3 separate regions of the Mus musculus genome follow, and all the other regions are linked to region 2. A link is a contact called in public Micro-C and promoter capture Hi-C data. All regions are on one chromosome and are shown on one strand. Each heading gives the region's core, a stretch centred on a gene start, on an enhancer-like site or on the middle of the called end of the contact. The rest is flanking DNA. Distances are from core to core; before and after follow the strand shown.

What was found. Promoter capture Hi-C pulls out the DNA fragments that hold promoters and counts their contacts. A called contact is a pair of places that touch in the nucleus more often than the background predicts.
Region 1: a Micro-C map of embryonic stem cells shows a contact between it and region 2, with 5 times the contacts expected there. The contact joins the promoter of Npepps here to the promoter of Fbxl20 in region 2. A contact is called at or near these places in 2 of 39 promoter capture datasets (liver and pre-B cells) and 1 of 484 Hi-C or Micro-C datasets (embryonic stem cells).
Region 3: a promoter capture Hi-C map of embryonic stem cells shows a contact between it and region 2, with 4 times the contacts expected there. The contact joins the promoter of Gjd3 here to the promoter of Fbxl20 in region 2. A contact is called at or near these places in 3 of 39 promoter capture datasets (the C10 cell line, embryonic stem cells and pre-B cells) and 1 of 9 other capture datasets (embryonic stem cells).

What each region holds. Positions count from the first base shown.
Region 1 is chr11:97,277,821-97,282,005 of GRCm38.p6, reverse strand. Npepps (aminopeptidase puromycin sensitive) reads left to right here and starts at 1,430. Exons shown (of 23, transcript NM_008942.3): 1 at 1,430-1,805. The coding sequence starts at 1,548. Gm11592 (a long non-coding RNA gene) reads right to left here and starts at 1,312. Exons shown (of 3, transcript XR_001780313.2): 1 at 865-1,312.
Region 2 is chr11:98,148,116-98,152,304 of GRCm38.p6, reverse strand. Fbxl20 (F-box and leucine-rich repeat protein 20) reads left to right here and starts at 2,689. Exons shown (of 15, transcript NM_028149.1): 1 at 2,689-2,989. The coding sequence starts at 2,948. It also overlaps a transcript of Med1 not described here.
Region 3 is chr11:98,981,076-98,985,544 of GRCm38.p6, reverse strand. It overlaps Gjd3 (gap junction protein, delta 3), which reads left to right and starts at 2,525. Exons shown (of 1, transcript NM_178596.3): 1 at 2,525-4,469. The coding sequence starts at 2,529. The coding sequence ends at 3,365.

The DNA of each region.
Region 1 (4,185 bases), core at 181-2,680, 870 kb after region 2:
CAGGTCTAGAGCAAGTCATGATCTTTCTATGTGCCTGTTTTTGCATATATAAAACAGGTTGGGGGTCCACCTCACAGAGCGTCTGAGAGATAAAATGAACGTGTAAAGTGTTAGCAAGTATTCCAGACATATTAAAGGCCCGTCTCTTTAAGAATTGCATCTGTGTTTCTAAAAAGCACGTAGGATTTTTGGAGGAAAGCAGGGCAGGTTGAGGATCCACAACTGTGCTGCCCAATACAGTAGGCATTAGCCATGTGTTGCCCTGGCTGTCCTAGAACTCACTCTGTAGTGAAGGCTGGCCTCAAACTCAGAGAGATCTGCCTGCCTCTGCCTCCAGAAGCCAGTACCACCACTGCCAGGCACCTCATTAGCATCTTTAAAATGCATTACATGATGAAATTATAATCTGAATATATTGGGCTAGGGAGATGAGGTGCAATAACTTCTGTTGTTTTAATTCTATCTAGTGGCTCACAGTGTCATGTCTGTAGGACAGTGCTTGTTTAGTTTTGACTCTACCTTACAAGTTTCTATAAAAGAAATACGCTTTTAGGAATATTTTTGCCTTGATTTAAACATAGGTCTTAGAGATAACTACAGAATGGAGGGAGCCACAGTTAGGATACTTTTACAGAAGTCACAACTGGTAAAGGGTCTTTTCAGTTAAAAAAGCAGAAACAAAAACAAGGGGCGTGGGGGTGTGGCTCAGTGGCATGGCGCTTGCCCAGCCTGTGTAGAGGCTTTGAGTTCAAAGCCTAGCACCACAGGAAGGGAAAAATCCGGAAACAGACAGTTGATCATTATTATCATCTGTGTTTTCTTAATCAAAATCTTACTGTGTGCCCAGACCATTCTGGAACTCACTCTGTAGTCCAGGCTGGCCCATGATGATCGTCCTGCCTCAGCCTCCGTGCCCAGCAATGAAGCATCTTGTTTTAAATATGAAATCGTGGGATCCTGTATTTCTAGTCTTTGAAACCACTCTCCTAAAAGGTCTAGATTTCACTGGTTGGAGCGACCTTGAATAACTAAGTGTTTCCTCGGAAAACTGTTTTCAGATCATCCCTTCAACTGGCTATTTCCTAGGGAAAAAAAAAAGCCTCAGGTCGGGCTCACACCGCTGAGGTGGAATGGCTCTTTCCACGCGTCCCCTACCCCCCCGCGCTGACTTGACCGCTGCGTAGGCTTCCATTTTCCACAGAGCTCCTCCATGCCCTTCGTGGCTCTTTCCTGCCACCGGCCGACGACAGGTGCAGCGCCAAGCGCCTCCTCTCGCCTTCCCCGTTCGCCGACCGCGGCCTCGCCGCCCCGCCCCGCCCTCGGCGCGCGCCCTCAGCGGGGTCGCGCCCGCCCCGCGGGGTCGCGCACGCAGCCGCCGCCGCCTCCCTCCCCGCCCTCCTCCCCTGCCCTCCCCTCCGCCCCCTTCCCCGTAGGCAGCCCGCCCGCACCGCCGCCCGCCCGCCCGCCCGGCCCAGGCACCCGCTGGGTCTGTCCCCCGCCCCAGCCTCCCCGGCGGCTCTCGGCAGGCGGTCGCCCGCGCCCGGTGAATGTGGCTGGCAGCCGCCGTCCCCTCCCTCGCTCGCCGCCTGCTCCTCCTCGGCCCTCCGCCTCCTCCCCTCCTTCTCCTCCTCAGCCGCTCCTCTCGCCGCCGCCGCCGCCTCCACAGCCTGGGCCTCGCCGCGATGCCGGAGAAGCGGCCCTTCGAGCGGCTGCCCGCCGAGGTGTCGCCCATCAACTACAGCCTCTGCCTCAAGCCCGATTTGCTGGACTTCACCTTCGAGGGCAAGCTGGAGGCCGCCGCCCAGGTACTGCGACCCTCGGGCGCCGGGGGGCGAGCAGCGGGCGGGCGGGCGAGCAGTTAGGCCGCGCCCGCGGGCTGGGTTGGAGGCCGGGGCGGGTTGGGCGCGTGGGCCGCGGGACCGAGCGGGAGGCGGGTGCGGCGCGCCCCTCGAGCCGGCCGGCCGGGCGGGGACCGCGCTGCGGGAGTCTGCGGGCGGTGCGCCCCTCGGGGGGCCAGCACACCTGTGTGCAGCGCCCCTGGTCCCCGCCTTCCGGGCCCCGAGCTCCGGGAGAGGCTGGGTGGGGGCTGGGGAACTAGAAGGGGCTAGGACTGCCTGCTCGGTGGCACCCCTGCGGACTGCGTTCTTTCCTGGTCGTCCCTTTACTCCGCCGGGGATAGGTTGGAAGGGGCGGTCATCAGGCACTTGAGAGCGAGGAGGGGCGAGTCTAGAAGGTTGGGGGCAGGGGGGAGTGGAGCGAGAATGTTAATCCCAGGCAGCCTCACCGAGTTCTCCCGGCCTGATCCTGCCCAGGGGCCGGGTTTCCAGGATGATCCGCCCCCTCCCCCTTCCCCTCAAATGACAGTGCAGCAGTGACTTTGTTCTCCCCTAACCTCCAGAGAAGCCGCGGAGGACCCTAGCTCCTCTTCTCCTATCCGCCTTGCTCTCGCAACCTGTGAAGCTGGTGGATTTATTGCTTCAGTGGCGGTTGCTTAGCAGTCCCCTCTTCTGAAAGAAAGCTCTCAGTCTTAGCCTGCCACTGGTGAAAATATTCCATTACTCTTCTTTGCAGTTTTTTTGGTGAATCATACGCTCCTCCCTCCTCCCCGAAGCATTATCTGGCAGTATTGTTTGATTTCGGAGACCATCCATATAGATGGCTCACAGAGGTCTCAAACGGTTACGATAAATAACCATGGGTATGATGTGTTACGTGAGATCGGAAATGAAAATTGGGAGCTGTTTGATAGCTATCTGTGACAGGAGTGGTGGAAATAGAATTGGTTCCGTTTCTTTTCCTACCCCAGCTAGGGGTTGGGGAACACGAGTGGTGGAGGAAGCCAGGCCAGTAGGCCTCAACCAAAAAGATGAGGGAGGGTGTGTGTTGCAATGAAATGAGAGAAACGTAGACTAGAATTTGAGTGATTTGAAAGCCGAGAAAGTATGATACTCGAGTTTGAAAATCTGTGTAAAAGTACAGAACTTAAAAGTATGCTTTTAGATTTGGAACATTGGCTTTGCCAGCCTTAGATGCTGGCAGCATCACTGTCCACAGCAGAGTGCCTTGTGACCTTTGGAGAAAGGGCCTACACTTGGGATGAGTTTGAATTATGAGAAAACACTAACTTTAAGGAAGCTGGCCCGAGTTAATAAATCTGGAAGGTGTGCGCACTGAGTGAAGACATTGAGGAAAAAGCAGTACAGATTTGCTTACAGGTTATTGAGGTTTATGGACATGTTAGAACAACAAGCAGCAACATGTTCCCCCGCCCCGCCCCCCCTCTAAAAGTGTGTTTGTGTGTGAGTGGGTGGGGGTGCGTGGGAGCTATGGTATGTATACTCTCTGTCTCTTACCCTTTCACTATGGGATCTCGGGTTCTAACTCAGGCTGCTTAGTTTCCATAGTAATCACGTTTACCTCTTCCTACTTCTCTGAAGAGCTGGAAACAAGTTGGAGGGCACATCTTTATTCCCAGCACTTGGGAGGCAGAGGCAGGTGGATTTCTGAGTTCCAGGCCAGCCTGGACTATAGAGTGAGTTCCAGGTCAGCCAGAGCTACCTACACAGAAAAATCTGTTTTGAAAAACAAAACAAAACAAACAAAAGGAGATGATAATATGTGGAAGATTGGTTTCTGCCTTTGCGGAAGCACAAGGTTGTATGTTACCTAGCAGCGGGACTTAGTGTCCTTGAACTCACTGTCTCTTGCCTCAACCTCCAGAGCAGCTTAGATTCTTGACACACACCATCATGTCTGGCTGATTTGTGAATCTGATCCAAGGAAGTAACTGGATCTTTTTGATAGAATAGACTTTACAAAGAAGGAACAAGGCATTCCCGTCTTTAATTTTGTGTCCTACTGTGAGTGCATAGGTGTGTGTGGGTGTGCATACACGAGTGCCGAGGCATGCATGTCCATAGAGGTCACTGGACAGGTTTTCAGAGTAGGTTCTGTGTTTCCATCATGTCGGCCCCGGGATTGAGCTTAACTCAATAGTCTTGGCAGCAAATGCCTTTACCCACTGAGCCACCTTTCTGATCTTCAAAAAAGAAAAACACAAAACAAAAAAAATTTTTTTTTCCTCCCAGAGAGTCTTTTCAGGCTAGGTGGCAACATAAAGATGGGGTAATAGCAAATTTAACAAGTTGATTAAGGGATAATTAGACTTTTTAGTTGTCCCTTTTG
Region 2 (4,189 bases), core at 1,440-3,939:
CATTTCTAATTTGCTTTTCTGTGTGTATGTCTGTTCTGTAAATAATTTTTTCATTTTTGAAAGTGGATAAAATCTGTGGATTTTCCCTCTTAAAACAACACAAAAATAAAACTTTCTTTACATGCAAATAAATTTCTTTGATAAAAAGAAATGTGCCTCTGTGTTTTTTATTGTTTGTTGTTTTGTTTTTTTAAGATAGATTCTCACTATGTCCCCCTGCTGGTCTGGAACTCACTGTGGAGACCAGCCTGGCTTATGTTTTTTGTGACTAGGTTTCATGTAGCCCAGCCAGACCTTTAACTTGTATTGCTGAGGCGAACCTTAAACTCTTTTATCTTCCTGCATTCCTCTCAAGTGCTGGGGCTTTTGTTGTCTGTCTCTAGCAAGCCCAGAAGGATTCTGACCTCAAGCAGTCCTTAAGCGGCATTACAGGTTGGGATTACCTTGTGGGATTACAGTCAATATAAAATCATATTCGTTGAATATTTCCATTTGTTAACCTCTCAAAAATCCAAATTAATTAGAAACCCAACAGCTTCACTGAGTACTGTTCTAAATGAGCCCACAGCACAGTTGGTAGACCAATGAGGCCAGATTTTTTTTTCTTTCCCATACTTGTCTGTCAACTTTTCTCTTTCTCACCTTTTCTTGACTTGCAGTTAAACCTTTATCAGTAATTCTTGCTGGGAGAAACAGCTTTTGGATGCCACTAAACTTTGTTTTTTGTTTTTCCCCACTGCCTGAAGTAAATACTTTTAAAAGCATGGGGGGGAGGAAGAGCTGGAGAGATGGCTCAGAGGTTTAGCGCACTGACTGCTCTTCCAGAGGTCTTGAGTTCAATTCCCAGCAATCACATGGTGGCTCCCAACCATCTGTAATGGGATCAGATGTCCTCTTCTGCTGTGTACTCAATTGTGTACTCATATGCATAAAGTAAGTATTTAAAAAAAAAACATGTGGGACTCAGAATGTCTCATGTGAACTAGGTTTTTGTGGGCCAAAGAACTAAGTTTTTTAAAGGTAGTTTGCTTAGGAATGCCTCTTCAGGGAAAAAAAAAAGTTCTGTCAGGCGTGACAAATGCCTTTAATGCCAGAACTGGAGGCAGAGACAGGTGGATCTCTGACTTCCAGACGACCAGAACAGGCTTCATAAACAATCTCAAAAAAAAAAAAAAAAAAAAAAGGAACATTTTATTTTAGGGACTATAAATCATAAGTTTTTTTTAAAAAAGGTTCACAACATTTTGCTCTTTTAGTTTTTAAAGAGGACCAGCCTTTCTCTCTTTTTGTACACATTTGCTTATTTCATGTATGTGGGTATACTGTAACACTTTTGCTCTTAAAAGTTCATCTTTTTCAAGTTCTAAAACTAAGTAGAAAAGGTCTGACGACAAACTCGTAATTGCTTTGAGCATAAAATTGGAAGCAGTATTAAGGTCTAATTAGGACGGCTGGGATTTATGGTAGTTTTTAATATTTCAGGTTTGGTACATTTTGTAATGTCTCTGACGGAGCAATTTCACTCTCGGTTGTTTCATAATTCGTGGAAAATAGGTCATAGATTTTGGAAGTCTTGAAGGCTGGAGTTAACAAAAAGATGACAGACTACCTTTTATACTAGGAGCGAAATCCAATGGAAGAGTTTCCTATGGGCAACCGCCCCCGCCTACTCGCTCCTACATGCTTGTTTCTCCCGCCGAAATGGCGTCACGCCGTGGCTCTCACGAACCAGCTCTCCGATTGGAGGGTGAGCAGCCGCTGCAGCCCATTGGGCGCCAGCGGCCGGAGGGGCGGGGACGCCAATGGCCCTTGTGCCTTGCCCGCCCCCACCCGATTGACGCCAGCCCCTCCCCCGGCCCAAGGAATGGGTACTGGGCTGGGGCATTGCACCCCCTGATCCCGAGGTGTAGCCTCGCTGCCAGCTCCTGTGCAGAGCTGGCGCTACGTCCTCCTCTTAGCGCAACCAGCTCCTGCCTTCTGGAGCCTGGCACTGAGAGCCATCCGCCCCGCAGGGGCCCCCCAGGCCTCCCTGCAGCACCCCGTAATGCAATTCACCGGGGTGGGGGAGGCGGCGGCAGCACCTACGGCGGCAGCGGCGGCGGCACTGCCCCAACCTAGAGACGTCTAGAAAGAGGAGGAAAATGGCTCCGAGCAGGGACCGCCTGCTGCACTTTGGGTTCAAGGCGACAGTGAGTGATAGAGGACGGGAGCTGGGTGGTCAGAAAGACGTGGGTGCCAGCTCAGGCCGCCGGGGAAGTGATCAGATCAGAGCTGGGGACCCTAGGCTGAAAGCTCAGGTTCCGCGTGGGTCGCTACGTGCCAGTGAGCCCTCGCAGTGCTGGAGGGGATCCGGTGATGTTCCTGTCCCTGTTCTGCTCTTCTCGCCGGTCCGCGGGCACGCGCGCACTCGCACCCGCCCCACAGCACACACACCGTGCCCCCCCCCCCCACGCCCGCGCGCGCACCGAAGCAGGCGCGCACTTGGGCACTTCCCTGCTTCTCCTTGTCCTGGTGGGCTGGCGCCCGGTCACCCCACGTTCCAGGCGCTCGCGGGCTCACCGTCCGGGGCTGCGCCGGGTGGGGGAGGGGTGGGCTCGCGCCGCCGCCGCCGAGCGCTCCTCCCCTCCCCCGACGTTCCGAGGCCCGGGCGGCTCTGCCCAATGAGGAGCGGCGTTGCTGGCAGGTGGGGAGTGTTTTTGTTTTGGGTTGAAGTTGAGGCTTTGGAGAGGACCGAGCTAGCGACTGGCAGTCGTCGCGGCCGCGGACGCCGCGGGCGGTGGTGGAGGCCCCCGCGGGACTCGAGCGGTCGCTCCTCCGCGTCGGCCGGGCGAGCCTCGCCTTGCTGCCGCCGCCGCCTCCCGCTCCCGGAACTCCGGGGCCTGCCCTGGCCCCTATCTTTGCACTCCGCACGCCGCAGCGCCCTGCCCGGGCCGCACCCGCCGGCCCCATGAGGAGGGACGTGAACGGAGTGACCAAGAGCAGGTTTGAGGTGTGAGCTCGGAGGGGTCTCGGGCGGCGGCGAAGGCCAGCTCTCGCACCCCAAACAGTAGCTCGACCGGAGCCTCCTCCCTTGTGCGGCCCGCCACCCGCCCCCGATGCGGCCGCCGGCGTCCTCCCCTGCTTGCGACCCGCAAGCCCCGCGCACCGGCTTGCCTCGCCTTCCGGGAGGTTCGCCTGCTGCCCCTTCCACCCGCGGGCCCTGGCCGGGATTAGCCCTGGCGCCCTAAATCCCCCCTCCCCCATAACACCCAGCTTCCCATTCTCTGCCCAGCCCTTGGCTAGCCTCCTTCCACCACGCAGTGAAAGCACTCAGTCCCCGACTGGCCAGCGCCTGCTGCCTTCGTGAATCTCCACCCGAGCGGGAATCGATTAGTCCTCGGTGGAAGTAGGAAGTTGGGGGTGGTAGTAAACTGGGACGATAGAGGCGACTGTGGGGTTTTCGTGCTGTTTGGATATTCTAATACTTCCTCTTCCCCGTGTAGTCTAATACTTTTGTGGTTCATTGTTTATTGGGAACTTAGATATCTGTTCCGAGAATGCGAGGAAGGTCTGAGAGCCTTCGGAGAACCCATTCCTGGTTTGTTTTGTTTTGTTTTTTTGTTTTGTCTTAAGTTTGTCCTCTGAAAAGGAGGTTTGTAGTCTTGGAATGGAACCGTACATAGTCAGAAAGATCTTTAAAAGCGAGTTCACGACTGAGAAAGGGATTCCTTTGGGAAGTATCCTAAGTACTGGTGAAATGAAATACAGTAGTTTGGAGATGTGCTGGAGGTTTCATTGGTAGGCCGAGAGACAAAGAAACTTACACAAGAGAAAATGTTACCTGGCCTTTTCTGGCAGAGGCTCAGGCTGACTGACCTGTGCTGGGCCCAGGCTCAGTGTTCATCTCACTTGCTGGCTTCCTGTCTCCTCTCTCTTGTTGTATTTTTAACACCCAGTGTTTCCCTTCAGCTCCCTTTAAAAGATAAATTTGAGACAAAAAGTTTGTGGGCTTCGGGTGAAAGTCTCACCTAGGGGCGAAACTTCTGTATAGTCTTAGTATTTCTTGAAAAAGTATTTATAGTTATAAAGTTAAGGTAGGAGGGAGAGCTGTGGAGAGACTGTAAATTCAGACTTAGTATGCCAAGTCGCAGTGAGGAGTGGAGAACTTCATTGGTTACATTAGAGTTTTCATTTGTAACTTAATGGTGGG
Region 3 (4,469 bases), core at 1,276-3,775, 830 kb before region 2:
TCCAGCCTGACGAAGCAGGAGCAATGGGGGCTGGGGCTGGGACCATTCCTGGGTAGTTAGGAAAGAAGAGATGTGACCCTGAGCCTCCATAGCTGAGGACAGGGTGCAGACGGCAGCTCGGCCGGAAGTGAGTGGCAGGGGTCGCCCGGTGCTCCACCTCACATCCTGTTTTCAGAATGTGGGGTTCCAGCACGTGCTATTCTCTTGGATTTTATCCAGGGTAGCGCCCCCACACCCAGGCCTATTTCTAAGGGACCCTGCAGGAGGATGGAAACGTTCAGGGGCACACCCAAGCTGGAGTTAACCAAAAGTTTTTCCAGGCTGGGCTAGACCCCTGACTGAGCCAATCAGTAGAGAACACATTTCCCATTAGGGACCCACTGTTAACAGACAGAAACCCATGCAGGTCTTTGTACTGACTGGGGGAGAAAATATCACGGAGTACGTGAGGACTAATGACCTATCCCTTCATAGGAGTACGCACAGCCCACCTCAGTGCTGAGACCCTCAGCCCCACGCAAGACCCCACCCAGGTATAGAGAGGTGGCAGTTTTCCCTCGCAAGCTGTGAGGGAGCATGCGCTCCAGAACCATTGAGGCCAAGAGTGAGTTCATGGTCCGCCTTTCACTGACTGCGCATGTGTGACTCTCTAAGCCTCGGTTTCCCCGGCTGTAAGGCTGTAAATAGTGCCGGGGTAGCTGAAGACTGAATGAGTGGGTGACTGAGGTAGACAGAAGGGAGAAAAACACCATCTTAAATCGGGAGTCCCTCTTCCTGGCCCACTCGGGTCCCCGTGGATTGTCTATCATGGTCCCGCATCTCCCCGCACCTAGACTGGTAGACAAAGCTCCATATTAGAAAATCCTTGGCAGAAGCTTTTCTCACTGCTGTTGACCTTATGAGGTGCCACACACCTCACGGTAAACCTAGACATTGCTGAGTAGGAAAGACCAGAGCTTTGGCTTAACCACGGTAGCCAGCTATCTCCACATCTTCCTGATGCCCTCACGGAGTATTTCCAAGCACTGGGTTTGGGGTTTCTGTAACACAGCTGAGACCTGGTCATTAAGATGGGCGACTATGACGGGTGTGGTGATGCATACTTAATGTCCTGCACTTGGGAGGCTGAGGCAGGAGGATCATTTACTTCAAGGGCAGCCTGGCCTATACGGTAAGGTCCTGGCCAGCTTGAACTACACAGCGAGACTCTGTCTCGGAACAAAGTAAGAATCTTAGAGTTTAGCTGGCTCAGGTGACAGACCAAGAGATCTTAGCCCAAGTGACCTACATGGCTCATCCAAGGTCCAATAGTGGCAGAACCAAAAGCCCCCCCCCCCCAAAGCCATATTTGTTGTCCCCTAAAAGCCGAAGTTATCTCCCTCTGGCCCACAAGACCCTTCAAAAATGGGGTCAGTTGGTTGTGGTGGACCTAGTCTTCAGTTTGAGGAGTCTGCCAGGAGATAGGGTTCCCATGATTGATCTCTCTGGCTCCCTCAATTAAAAAAAAAAATGTAGCTCTAGTTAGCCTCCGTCCATCGCCAGATGGAGACATGGCTATGGGATGGGCATGGGGGGTAAGGGATGGAAAGAGAAGGCAGGAAGGACCCAACAAGGGGTGTGGCCCTGGATCTATTTCCAGGGTGGAGCCGGACCACAGGTCACCCTGTCCCTTTAAGAGAAGGGGGAGAGCTAGCCCCTCTCAGCCATACTTGTCCTATCATCCATCCCGGCCAAAGCCAAAAAGGAAAATGAAAGAGGGACCCAGAGGGACAGGTCCCAGCTGTCTCTCAAGGTCCTCCGCTCAGCTCTAAGGCCCAGGTCCCGGGGTAAGTGGGGTTGGGGACATCTAGAGGCCACTAAGGGTCTACAGGGACGGGACGTGGTGTATTCTGTGTGTCTGGGGAGGCTTACAAGAGATGCTTGATAATTGCTATCAGAGAGGAGTCGAGGGGGCTGTGCCCGGTCTCCTTGGCTGAGGTTGGTGAGGAAGGGAAGATTGAGGGCGGGCGAGAGATCCTAAGTTGGAAAAACAGGCTTCTGTGTCAGCTTCCAACCCCAAAAGGCGTTCCCTGCTGCGAGGTGAGAGAGAAAGGAGACAGTGGGGGCTCACCCGGCCTGGCCCTCCCCTTGCTCCCAGGGGTCTCAAACAGAAGGAACGTAGAATTCTAGACTCCAGTAGCCGCTCTTGCTCCTGGCACAAAAAGCCAGGCCAGCAAGGTTGGCCCTGAAGAAGAACCTAGAATCTGGGGAACCTTAGGGTCTCCCTAGCCAAGCAGGCCCAGGCCAGGTGTGCGGGGAAATCCCTCCTCAGCACCCCTCTATGCCCATATGAAGGAATCCCATAGCTGAGGATGGACTATCCTCACACTCTGACATTAACTCATTAAACCCCAGAAAATATTCTTTCCCTGGCGCCCTCCGAGATTGTTGAGGGACGGGGGTGGGGGTGGGGGTGGGGGGTGGCGGGGGACAGGGGGTATTCAGCCCGCCCCAGCCTGTGACTACCCCCTTTCCTCGTCCCCAGCGTCATGGGGGAGTGGGCGTTCCTAGGCTCCCTGCTGGACGCGGTGCAGCTACAGTCGCCGCTCGTGGGTCGTCTCTGGCTGGTGATCATGCTGATCTTCCGCATCCTGGTGCTGGCCACGGTGGGAGGTGCGGTGTTCGAGGACGAGCAGGAGGAGTTCGTGTGTAACACGTTGCAGCCCGGCTGTCGCCAGACCTGCTACGATCGCGCCTTCCCGGTGTCCCACTACCGCTTCTGGCTCTTCCACATCCTGCTGCTGTCGGCGCCGCCGGTGCTGTTCGTCATCTACTCCATGCACCAGGCCAGCAAGGAGGCGGGTGGTGCGCAGCTGGCCCCGCCGTGCGCGCGCGGGCGTGCCGAGGCGCCGTGCTCCCCGTGCGCCCTGCGCGCTCGCCGCGCGCGCCGCTGCTACCTGCTGAGCGTGGCTCTGCGCCTGCTCGCCGAGCTGGCTTTCCTGGGCGGCCAGGCGCTGCTCTACGGCTTCCGCGTGGACCCGCACTACGCGTGCGCCGGGCCACCTTGTCCGCACACGGTCGACTGTTTCGTGAGCCGGCCCACCGAGAAGACCGTCTTCGTGGTCTTCTACTTCGCCGTCGGGCTGCTGTCGGCGCTGCTCAGCGTGGCGGAGCTGGGTCACCTGCTCTGGAAGGGTCGCCAGCGCGCCAAGCTGCTCCCGCCGCCGCCGCCGTCGCCCTCTTTGCCATCGCAGCGCGGGGACCCCGACCCTTTCGGCCCGCCAGCCTACGCGCACCGCTCACCGGCAGGCGACAGCGAGGGCGAAGGCGGCAGCGGCCACAGCAAAGCGTCGCTGGCTACCGTGCGCCAGGACCTGGCCATCTAGCGGCGAGATCGGAGGCTGGATATCAGCACCCGGGTCCTTGGAGGCAGAAGGCTTTGCTTCTGAAAGACTGCGTAGGACCCTGCCTGAGCAGAAGATGAGCAGAGGGGACCGCCAGGGTTCGGGTGGGGGAGGTGTCGCACTTCCTAGTGCTGGTTACGGCAGCCGTGTTAAATCAGGGAGGCTCCTCGGTGCTGTGATCCCTGCGGAAAGGGAGGACGCCAAGGGCTCCCCTGAGAGGCGGCAAACCGGCCGTGGGTGACCTGATTGTTGCACCGGGGACAAAAATCAACAGTGATGGCAACATTCCCAGGTTCCCTGCTAATTCAGAGAAGAGTGGTTTTCCGTGAGCGCTCTGCACACACTCTCTCTGGACACACTCAGATGGGTTGGCTGCTCAAGCATAGTAAACCTCTATGAGCTGTGTGTATTTGCATGTGTATGCTTGTGAGGGTCCGCACATGCGTGTGTCCACACGTATACATCTCCCAAGTGACAGGCGATAGAGACCTGGGTTCATGCCTGCGTGCACAGAAATGTACATGTATGTCCTTGAAGGCTCTGTGTGGATGCATGTACGCATGCGTCCTGTGTTAGCTCTGTATACACACCTATACACACGTACATTCTGTGTGTGCATCCGCCACCACTGTCAGTCACTAACCCAGCCACCTATGAGGCAACTCTGTCCCCAACAGGAACTGACAGCAAACAGTCCTGTTCAGTCAGATGTGTTCTGGGCCCAGTGGCCAGGCAGGGTAGCCCAGTGGCTAGGCAGGGTAGCTAAGCTCCACCTTGGAGGCTGACTGGGACTGGGGTGGGGCTCGACTTGAAACAGTGCTGTGCTTTCGGCTTACTTCATCTCTGGTCCCACCTGCCATTGTTCCCTGTAATCTATAAATGTGACTGACTCCTACCAATCGTCAAGGAAAGCTGCCCTTCAAAGAGAGGTGTTTCTGGGTCCCCATTCCCTTGCAACTAGCCTAGACTTTTTGTTTTTGTTTTTCGAGACAGGGTTTCTCTGTGTAGCCCTGGCTGTCCTGGAACTCACTTTGTAGACCAGGTTGGCCTCGAACTCAGAAATCCACCTGCCTCTGCCTCCCGAGT